2 separate regions of the Sus scrofa genome follow, and region 1 is linked to region 2. The links are chromatin contacts, called in public Hi-C maps. All regions are on one chromosome and are shown on one strand. Each heading gives the region's core, a stretch centred on a gene start, on an enhancer-like site or on the middle of the called end of the contact. The rest is flanking DNA. Distances are from core to core; before and after follow the strand shown. Region 1 has its middle 240 kb from the start of MREG. Region 2 has its middle 230 kb from the start of FN1.

The links. Hi-C and Micro-C count contacts between places; a contact is called where the count stands out from the background.
Region 1: a Hi-C map of liver shows a contact between it and region 2, with 3 times the contacts expected there. The contact joins two enhancer-like sites. A contact is called at or near these places in 1 of 5 promoter capture datasets (liver) and 5 of 47 Hi-C or Micro-C datasets (liver and skeletal muscle).

The regions. Positions count from the first base shown.
Region 1 is chr15:118,033,895-118,038,905 of Sscrofa11.1, forward strand. No RefSeq gene overlaps it. Among named protein-coding and RNA genes, the nearest start is that of MREG, 240 kb to the right of the region's middle. Within about 2 kb of position 3,092, at least 2 of the 83 cell types and tissues checked have an H3K27ac peak or open chromatin away from gene starts, as enhancers often do. A contact at or near this core is called in liver, where this site is marked.
Region 2 is chr15:117,962,001-117,967,488 of Sscrofa11.1, forward strand. No RefSeq gene overlaps it. Among named protein-coding and RNA genes, the nearest start is that of FN1, 230 kb to the left of the region's middle. Within about 2 kb of position 2,666, at least 6 of the 83 cell types and tissues checked have an H3K27ac peak or open chromatin away from gene starts, as enhancers often do. A contact at or near this core is called in liver, where this site is marked.

The DNA of each region.
Region 1 (5,011 bases), core at 1,842-4,341, 72 kb after region 2:
AGCTCTTTAAGATGAACCTCTGTCTTCTCAACTGTAACATGAGCATAACAATATGTGTTGCAGAGAGATGCTGGGAGCATTAAACTGAATTGTATTTCCTTGAGTGTTCCATTGAAAGCCAATCCTGCAGGATGGAAATAGGTAGAAAAGAAGGTTCCACTACTCATTCAGTTTGGGAAGTGCTGGGTTACACAGAGTTAAAACAATTTACCTTTCTGCATCTTCTAGAGCCTTTAGTGAGGTATCGGCATTCTGGGTCTTCAAAAAGACATATCAGGCAGTATTAACCAAATGTACTCAACCACAATGCTCATTTTCCAAGAGGCTTTCATGGGATTTGTGTTCAGTAATGAATTAGATCATTCAAGTACAAATCCCTGCCCATAGAACCTGGCAGACCACCCATGTGTAATCAGTACGTGTGGACTCTGAATCAGATCATTACACAGTAGTCATGGCAGCAAGCCACACTGAGACAGGCCAGCACCAAAGTCACAGATGGCCTAGCATTTGGGTAACAGAATAAATCTCCTGCTACGAGATGTGACTATCCTGCAGATAAATGGCAGGATTATCACGTAGTGCTCTGATAGACACTATCATGATGCCATCAGCGGGGACCACACTCCTGCAAGAAGGGAAGGGGCTCACTCCTGAGAAGAGAGGCTGGTCCCATACCTTTCACCTGGGGAAGCCAAGAAAATGGCATTCTGAAGGCCGTCCTTAGCCAAAGAGGAGAGCATGTTTAGCCTTTCTTTGTATCCTCTGTACTTTGTCCAGTTGTTTTGGGGGCATTTTGTTGGTTATGGCTAAACCTCAAGCACATGGACTCAACTCTGAGCAAGGCAAGACAGCATCCTTGTAAGAGATCCCAAGCTGGAGACCAGTTAAGTCTTATTTTACAAAGCAGATTTCTAATGCCTGTTCCTTCCTCTTTTATTTAATGTTTGGGTTAAAAAAAAAATCTAGCTTCTGTTGAAAGCATTGAAGAATCCTCAAGAGTGAGCAGAGATGAATGCTGGGCTTATGGAGCAGGAGAGAGGGAGAATCATGTGAGGCCATTGTCATCGCTTGCTGGATGACCCTCGGGGTCAATTCCCAGTTCACTCTCCTGGCCCCTTCCTGGGGACTGGCCCTGATTCCAAGAGGTGGACCCCAGCAGCCATGTCCTTACTTGAAGCCAGACCTGATTTTTACAAGGTGCATGCTTGGATGGAGCTAAGCTAATCAGATTGCCTTTCCTGGGAATGTGGAGATCTGTATGAGGAGAAACAGCCACCAAGGGTCATGGGGCTGAGCCACAGTGTCCTGAACTGCTGGTCAGGAACTCATGAAGCTGAGATCTTTGGCGCTTCCCTACTTCTTACTCTCCTGGTGCTTTGTTTTTAAATTCAGATATTTCCAGTAATACTTCCTTTTTACTTAAATTAGACAATGTCTGTTTCTTTCCCTTTAACCAAATAAATTTCCTTTTTTTTTTTTTCTTTTTTAGGGCTGCACTCACAGCATATGGATGTTCCTAGGCTAGGGGTCGAATTGGAGCTACAGCTGCCAGCCTACACCACAGCCACAGCAACACCAGATCCGAACCATGTCTGTGACCTACACCATAGTTCACAGCAACACCAGATCCTTAACCCAAGGAGCGAGGCCCGGCATCAAACCCGCATCCTCATGGATACCAGTCATGTTTCTAACCCGTTGAGCCACACTGGGAACTAGCCAAATAAATTTTAATTAATACATGATGCCAGTAGCCATTCTTTGTGAGAGATCCCCCCAGAAGCAGGGCAAATGGTAGAGTATAAGAATTGGATCTAGTAGAATGGGGAGCTATAGTCAATATCCTGTGATAAACCATAATGGAAAAGAATACGAAAAAGAGTCACTTTGTTATACAGCAGAAATTAATACATTATACATCAATTATACTTCAATAAAATAAATAATTAAAAACAGAGGCAAACTATTATACCTAGAATGGATAAACAGCAAGGTCTTATTGTATAGCACAAGGAACTATATTCGATATCCTGTGATAAACCATGACGGAAAAGAATATCTAGATATAACTGAGACCTTTTCCTATGCAGCAGATACTAACACAAGATTATAAATCAACTATACTTAGATAAATTTTTTTTAAATAAACAAGAATTAGAGCTAGTAAACAACGACCCTCCCCATCTGTAGGTTTCCCATACAATGGCAACTTGGGAGGTTCACCTAAGTGAAAAGGGGGGGTCAGATCTGGGGAGAGTGAGCCTGGGGAGGCAGCAGCCTTGATGGATAAGCAGATGAGCACCAAGCAAAAGGCAAAACACAAGTTCAGAACCAAGTAGCCTATTTGGATGATGATCAAAATAGGGGAAGTCTGGAAGCTACATATGAAGTTTTAGCCAAGAAACTAAAGTTCAGAGGAATGACCTTAGGCTTAAACAAACTGAGACTCAGGGCAGAGAAAGAACTCCAGAGTGACAACACAATGACTCAGTTGAGTCACAGGTCAATGCAGAAGCCAAGTTACCAGAATCGGAGCATCAGGTTAGAGCAGGGGGATTCATAGTGCATGGCCTGCCATGCTGGACTCAATTTCCCAATGAGGGGTGAGTCTGGACCAGGAGCCTGGAGGGTCAGGCTAAGGTTGTAGGCAGGGTTCTGGGGACAAGGCAGCCAGGGCTCTCACTGTGATTTCCCAGCATTTTGTGCCACAATGTCACAGGCCTGGGGCCTCTGCTCAGCCGCTGAGCTGCCAAGAAGAAAGGGCATCAGGGAAGCATGAAGTAGGTCAGAGGAAGGGGCACTGACATCAGCCTGCAGCCCTCGTCCTGCACGTAGCAGCATGTGGGGGGGAGGAGAGGGAGAACTGTATTGGTTGGTCAGTTTCTTCATGGCAACTCACAAATCTAGTCCAAGACAGATAAAAATGAAGCACATGGGAATTTCCTAACTTTCTGACTCACAAATATTACCAATATGTAGATCAGATGGAGACAGAAACCCCAAGTCACACTTGCCAGTCTCTAAACACTGCTTCCTACCTGCTGGACTGGCCCTCCAGGAAGAAAGATCTTCCAAAGGTCAGCTAAACGGGGCTTGACCTATTGCTCAGTAAGCAATAGGCCAAATGGAAACCCAGTATGTAATCAGCTTTCCCATATCTCTCCAGCTTAAAGGAATTAATCACACACCTGGAGATGCTTGGTCAAATCTTATGATAGATTATAGATTAACTATCCCAGTCCTATCCTCTCTTTAGTACCCTCTCCCATCCCTCTGCTCGGTTACCCTCTTGACAGGATATGACTGGGGTTCCCCAAGATCAAGGATAAAGCTATAATTCTTGTAGGGTGCATGCTTCTGATGGGCTAAGACTAACATTCAGAAAGGAGAGCCTGGACGTGTCGGCCTATCCATGGGAGGAAGGAGAGGATTAGCCGTGCATTCTGAGACAGATCTGCAATCTGGTCCCAGTATACACCATGACTGGTTCATTTAGCAGTTGGCAAAGGGAGAGGTAATTCTTAATGACTATTTCTATGAGGGCCCCAGGACTAGGTTTATCAGCATGTGCATCCCCAGATTTTAGCTGTGGTTGGTGAGGGGAAGGGGCAGGTAGAGGGAACTGAGGCAATTGTAGAATAGAAATAATTTAGGGATTCAGTGTAAGGTCAAAAGAGTTTGTCACCAGACCTCACGAAAGAAATAAAAATGTCTTCTTTCTTCCCTCTTTATTTAATTAATTTATGTATTTATGGCTGTACCCATGGCAAATGGAAGTTCTCAGTCCAGGGATGGAGACTAGGGGTCAAATTTAAGCCACAGCAGTGACCTATACCACAGCTGCGGAAATGCCAGATCCTTAACCCACTGCAGTAGGTCAAGGATTGAACACTTGCCTCCACAGCAACCCAAGCTGCTACAGAAACACAGCTGGATCCTTAACCCACTGCACTGATGTGGGAACTCCCTCTCTTTCCCTTTTAATTCACCTTTACTGGTGAGCTTCATAAATTTACTTTTTTTCAAGCTGTATTTGGTAAAACTGTGAGTGGCTATAAGAAGGAAAGAAAGTAAACATAAATCATCCCCCATCTCTTCATCCCCTGCATATTGCATTTTCATGCTGAGGGGTGGATGAAGGCAAAGTGTTAAATTATTACGAGTTGCACCATCAACGCTCCTGTGTTAGGAGGTGCCTTAGTCAGTTTGGACCGCTAGAACAAAAATATCATAGATTGGGTGGCTTAAACAACAAACATCTGGAGTCCAGGACCAGGGTGCCAGGTGCTTGGGTTCTGGTGAGGACTCTCTTTCTGGTTTGCAAATGACCATCTTCTTGCAGAGAGCAGAGAGAGGAAGCAAGCTCCCTAGAGTCTCCTCTTATAAGGGTACTAATTCCATTCATGAGGGCTCCTCCCTCATGATCTAATCCCCTCCTAAAGCCCCACCTCCTCATACCATCACGTTTGGCTTAGGGTTTCAGCAAATGAATTTGAAGTGGGGGGAATATAAGCATTTAGTCCGTAGTAAGAGATGTCTGTGGCTTTGGCTCCAGCCTTCTTCATGTAAAGCCCTTGGAACAGTGCCAGCTTGGCACATAGAAAGTGCTTTACAAACATTTGCAATTCATAGCAGTATTTTCATTAGTGTTCATATCTTCATATAGAATTCCCTGTCCATAAACCAGTCACCTCTCACCTTCTCTCCTATGCTTACTCTTGTCACCATCCAGGGGCCGATGGCCTACAGAAATATCTTCAGAATGCTTAGATTAAAATCATTGTTTCCACAGTTGAAGAAGATACAAAGGATTCGCCTCCTTATGTAGTTCTTGGAGAAGGAATTTAAGACTCAACTACTCTCAGTGATTAATACCAAGAAAAAGAAAAATGTGCAGGTTGTCCTCAGTCCTGCCGCCTTTAACATTTCATCATTTGCTGGCCTGATGGAGCTGACAACCCCCCATGTTTCACTTTTCACTCGTTGATGCCCTCACTCAATAGCTTCT
Region 2 (5,488 bases), core at 1,416-3,915:
AAACCTATATTTTAATAACTATGGTTAAAGGAAAATAAACAGTGCAGAGTTAGCCCCCAATTCTATATTTACGGTTCCCAAACTCAATTATACATTCAAATCATTTGGCTTTTGTTGTTGATGTTGTTTTTGTTTTTTGGAGGGTTTTTGTTGTTGTTGGTTGGTTGGTCAGTTTTTTTAACCCATGTTCCCTGTAATTTAGTCATCCTTTCTTAGAGAAATTTGTTCCCTGATTCCCTGTCATTCTCACTTCCTTTCTCTGCCTTGGTTTATTTTTCTGCTTACCCCTCCCGCCCCAACACACAGATGTTGCGTAATAACTTTTATTTATACAATGTCTTGATAATACCACTTCTTCCCAAAAGGCCCCATTTCTAAAATTTCCATTGTAAAAATTTTTTTTGCTAATAATTGAGCAGAGGGCATTTTTAACATCTACCCTTTTTGCCCAGTGAGGCTCAGACTAGGGAATGTGTGTTATTTAGGACAAATCTACCACTAGAAAAACATGTAGCTTCAATATACTTACATCAGAGAGCCATAGCCATAGGACTTGGTAGCTGGTAAAGTGGGTGCTCAGCACTACCACACACCCAGCATGGTTACCTCACGGCTACGCTGCAATGCCTTGCTATCAGGCTCCTTTCTCATTCCCATCTCCTTCCTCTCCACTGTCCTGTCCTGCTTGACTTCCATCCAGTGACTCATGTTTTAAGGGAAATCAGAAAAAGCTTCTATTTTTAGAAAGGGCTAAAAGTATGTCAAAAGTGTTGCCAAAAAATTAATAAATCAAGATAACAGATGGGTTTAGCAAAATGGAAAAAAAAAAAAAAAAAAAAAAAAAAAGAGCCCTTGGGTGTCATGCAAAGCTTACAGAATGTCTGAGGTTTTCTTATTCCTCCCTCTTTAAATTTTGGTTTCCTAAAGGATATCTCTTGCTTTTCAGTGTCCTTATGCTTTCCTTTGGCAACTTCCAGATTTCTTTTTCTAGTATATCGGCTGACCTGCAGTTATGACTTCTGCCTCTTCACCGAAACAAGTCAACATTCAGATTCAAACATTGAAAAGGTGTTCACAAATGGTAAGAATTTGAGACATCAAAAGAAGGAAACTTGAAGCACTGTGAGCCACACCAAGAAAAAGTAGAGCTGAAGAACTGCACTTATATGTTTGCACTTATAGGTTGAGTAAGTTTAAACTCAACTGGAAGACAGAACTAAAACTAAATTGATTTCATGATTTTTTTCCCCCCCAGTTCTTACAGTCTTTCTTTTTAATTTTTTTCAGGAGTCAGTCAGCTAAAGATGTGTAGTTTTTCTGAATAGTCAAAAGGACAAGGATTTGCACTTTGGTATATAACTTGTTTTCATTCTGGCATTTAACATCTGTTTTCTGAGTATGAGATAAATGCTCTGGAAAAAAAAATGGCTTTTGATGATGCAAGATTAGATTATTTACCTTTCAGGTCAAAGCTAGGGAAAAAAATTGCTGCTTCATTAAATATATCTCACAGCTTCAAAGAAAGGGATTTTTAAGAGAGGAAAACCAAAGATGGTAAGGAAGTAGTGAACATTAAAGTTTAGCTTGATATTTCCCAATGTTTGTTTGAAAAAAAAAAAATTAAGTAAACTTTTTTTAAGCAGATATGGGAAAAAGTGAAAGGAGGTGAATGACCCTAGTTTTAATTCCTAACTTCTCTGACCTTAATAAAGCCCAGTGGGGTCAGGGGACTTTCCCACGGTCATACAGAAAACTCCAGTCTTCATCAACTCAGTTTGCATCTCTTTCTGTTACATTACATGCCAAGAATTGTTCTTTAAAATATCATTAGAGTAGATATTATTTCTGTGCTCACTTATCACAATATGGGCAATTGAACACTTTATCACTAGTAGCAGTTAGGTAATAATCATATGGAAATTTCTGAATTCATTTTTATAAAGTATATCAGAAACATTAAATATCTGTAGTTATATTTTTTGGAAATATGAAAAAAGATAGTTCTATAACATCGTGAATGAAAACTAAGGCCCTATGCATTTTGTGGGCCATAAACAATCAGAAAAATTTTGGAAATGGATGTTTCCAAGAGAAACGACTAGTGATAGCTTTTAAAATATGTTTTTAACATCAATTAAGTACCTTTTAAAATTGGCCAAATAATGCTAAAGTAAATCAAGTGCTTAAACAGTGTGAAGATAGTATCTGAAGTCTAAATAAATGTTCAGTCATTCCATCAGGAGCAAATCATAAAGAAAAGATATAAAGAAAATACCAGATCGGTTAATGTGTCCTTTATTCATGGTTTACTCCCTGAAACATTGTTCATGATTTTTTTTTCCCAATTCTTACAGTCTTTCTTTTTAATTTTTTTCTTTTTATGTTTCCCCAAGTTCACACTTCACACAAAATACCCGTTGAAGCAAACAGAAAAATGACACCAGCTCTTGGGCATTCCAATCAGTTTGTACATTAAAATGGCGATTATTGAAAGCACACAAAAGAGTTTGCAATTTGACATCAGGAATAGGGGGCAGACTCGTTTGCAAAGTGATAAGGGAGAGTTGAAGACTTGTAGGGTTAATGAAGTAAGTACGCAATGCTGAAACTCAGGCCAGAAAAAAAGCCAGACGGCACTGGACATGGATGGAGCCAGGGGCGAGGGGAGGCACTTGGAAAAGATGTACAAGGTTGTGGTTTCCTGCTAAATTAAAATGACATAGACAGCACCACAGGGCTTGCTTCATTATATTATTGTGAAATTTGGACTCAAACAGAGTGAGGTAAACCCACAAGTTAAAGTGTTTTTAAAGTGGCTTAATAATCACTTTGGAAAAAAAAAAGGAACACTCGTTCAGCAGTACGACTGGAACTTTGATCAACAAACACCCAAGGGACACAACCAGTCTTTTGCAAACAAACAGAAGTATCATGGCAGGGGTGGGCTTGGAGGTTCTTGCCCTAGAAAGATGATTTTCTTCCTAAATTGTGAAAGCTGGTAGTAGTGTTATGTGATGGAATGCTTTTCAGATATTCTGTAGGAAATTTGCCCTCCTGAAAGGACTGATAAATGTTATAGGAGATAACACAGGGCTATTTGATTTCATTTTAAAAATGAAATACATTAAATTTTTTAGATCTCCCCCATTTTATTTCCTCATTGAAGAATCAGCTGCCCAAAGCACCAAATCCCACCTGGGCATACTGCCAACTGAAGTAGATTTTTGTTCTCAATTTTCATTTTCTGGATTCCTTGATGACCTGATTTCCTGTCATTTCATGCTGCAGAGATAAGGATGATTGGCTACAAATCAGGGCTCTCTGTGGAGTGGGATGGGAGATTGAAGAAGAGGAAGAGAAGGAGGGAGGCCACAGCTCATCTCATGGTTGGTGGTTTTCTCAGGCTTTCCTTATGCTGCCTGTAAATTTCATCCAGAGATAAGCTCATCCTACATTTGTCATGGATTCTCATATTGGGATAGAAGGTGCAGACCAGGGATTTGGGAACCATTCATTTACCAGTGTCACATGACTTCAAAGGATTCCCCCCAGGGCCGCTTGCTGTGCTGGGATACCAGCTCTTCCTCTGAATCCCTAACCCATTACTTAAGCAAAAAGTGCTGTTTCTCGAACTTTTCCGACAATTGGTCATGCATTCATCTATATATTCAAAACATAGGTTTTTTTTTTTTCTAGTACCTGCCATGTGTAAGGCCTTATTCTGGCCCTAGGAATGCAACTTTGAACAAAACACAGTCACTGATTTCATGGTGTTTACATTTCAAGGGAGAACTGTTCATTTTTAAAATCGAAGGACCTTTCATAAAATTGTAGCATAGTAAGTGAAAGTGCTCTGGTCAAGGCTGGGACCACAGCCCACCATGAGCTTCACACAAGGTGAGGAATTAATGCTTATTAAGCACTTAATGTGTGCCAGGCCTTGAGGAAGTTACTGTACATTCACTTATTTATTGGGTGGGAAACTGAGCTGGATGCTTTCTAGAGTACCCATTAAAATCTAGATTATTTGGTGGGTTACTTTATGGTAAAAGTCTTGCTTTTTTTTTTTTTGCCTAGAGTTTAAGATGTGGTAAAAAGTATATATCTATATTCTAGAAGTCTCCTGAAATGACTTGCATTTGGGGGATGAGAGAGTCTAATAAGTTATGTCATATACAGTGGAAAGATCTACCCAGGTTCAAATCCTAGTTGCTCCACTAACCTTTCTGAGCCTCCTCAGTAAGTTGGGGTTAACTTATTTCTCTTAGTATTACTGTGAAGATTAACTTTATTTAACAAATATTTATGGTGTGCTTATTGTATACTGAATACTGTCCTTGCAACTAAGGATGTAGTAATTGACACAGAGTCACTGCCCCCATGATGTGATTTGGGTCCTAGTGTCTCTCCTTTGTCTTTTTCTTTTCTTTTCTTTTCTTTTCTTTTTTTTTTTTTTTTTTTTTGGAGGAGGAGGTCATTTGGTCACTTGTTGATAGAAGACAGGATCCAGTTTTGTGTGAAACCCACTGGCTGTCTCCAGGTAAACCTTGACAGTGTCAGACAGGTGGAGCCACCTCTGAGCCAGATCTGGGACCTGTCAGGGGATGTTTGGAATCCAGCCAAACCTGTTCCCTGGAGTGACAGTCATTGGGAAGGGCTTCCCAACCTGGGCTGAAAGGCCAAAACATTACCTTATGTTCAAAGGGTTCCCTGATAAAATCTATTTGTAAATGTATTTGCAGAGCTTTAACAACGTGCCTTGTTAAAAAGCTTTACGTATTTAAAAATCAGTAAACTCTTCTTTACCTCCCTCCATTTTTCTCTTTCTCAGAATGATGACAATACTGTTCCAACCCAACCACTATGTACACTATGCAGAGTTCAATACCATCTTTATTTTTATTTTATTTTATTTTATTTTATTTTTTTGTCTTTTTGCCATTTCTAGGGCCGCTCCTGCGGCATATGGAGGTTCCCAGGCTAGGGGTCTAATTGGAGCTGTAGCCACCGGCCTACAACCAGAGCCACAGCAACTCGGAATCCAAGCTGTGTCTGCAACCTACACCACAGCTCACGGCAACGCCGGATCCCCAACCCACTGAGCAAGGCCAAGGACCGAACCCGCAACCTCATGGTTCCCAGTCGGATTCGTTAACCACTGCGCCACGACGGGAACGCCCAATACCATCTTTATTTTTAAGAAAATCTTAAGCACAAGAAAAATATTTATTCCTGGAGTGAGTTAAACCTTTTTTTTTTTTTTCAATAAACTAAGGAATATATAAATCTTGAAAAAATGTTGATGAATAAAACACAAGTATAGTTCAATTTTATTTTTATGTGATTAGAGACACTTACCCATACAGGAGTCCATGAAACATACAGAAAGGATGACAATAAGAATAGCACAATAAGAATAGAATAAGGAGTTCCCTTGCAGCATGGTGGGTTAAGGATCTGGTGTTGTCACTGCTGTGGCTGGGGTTGC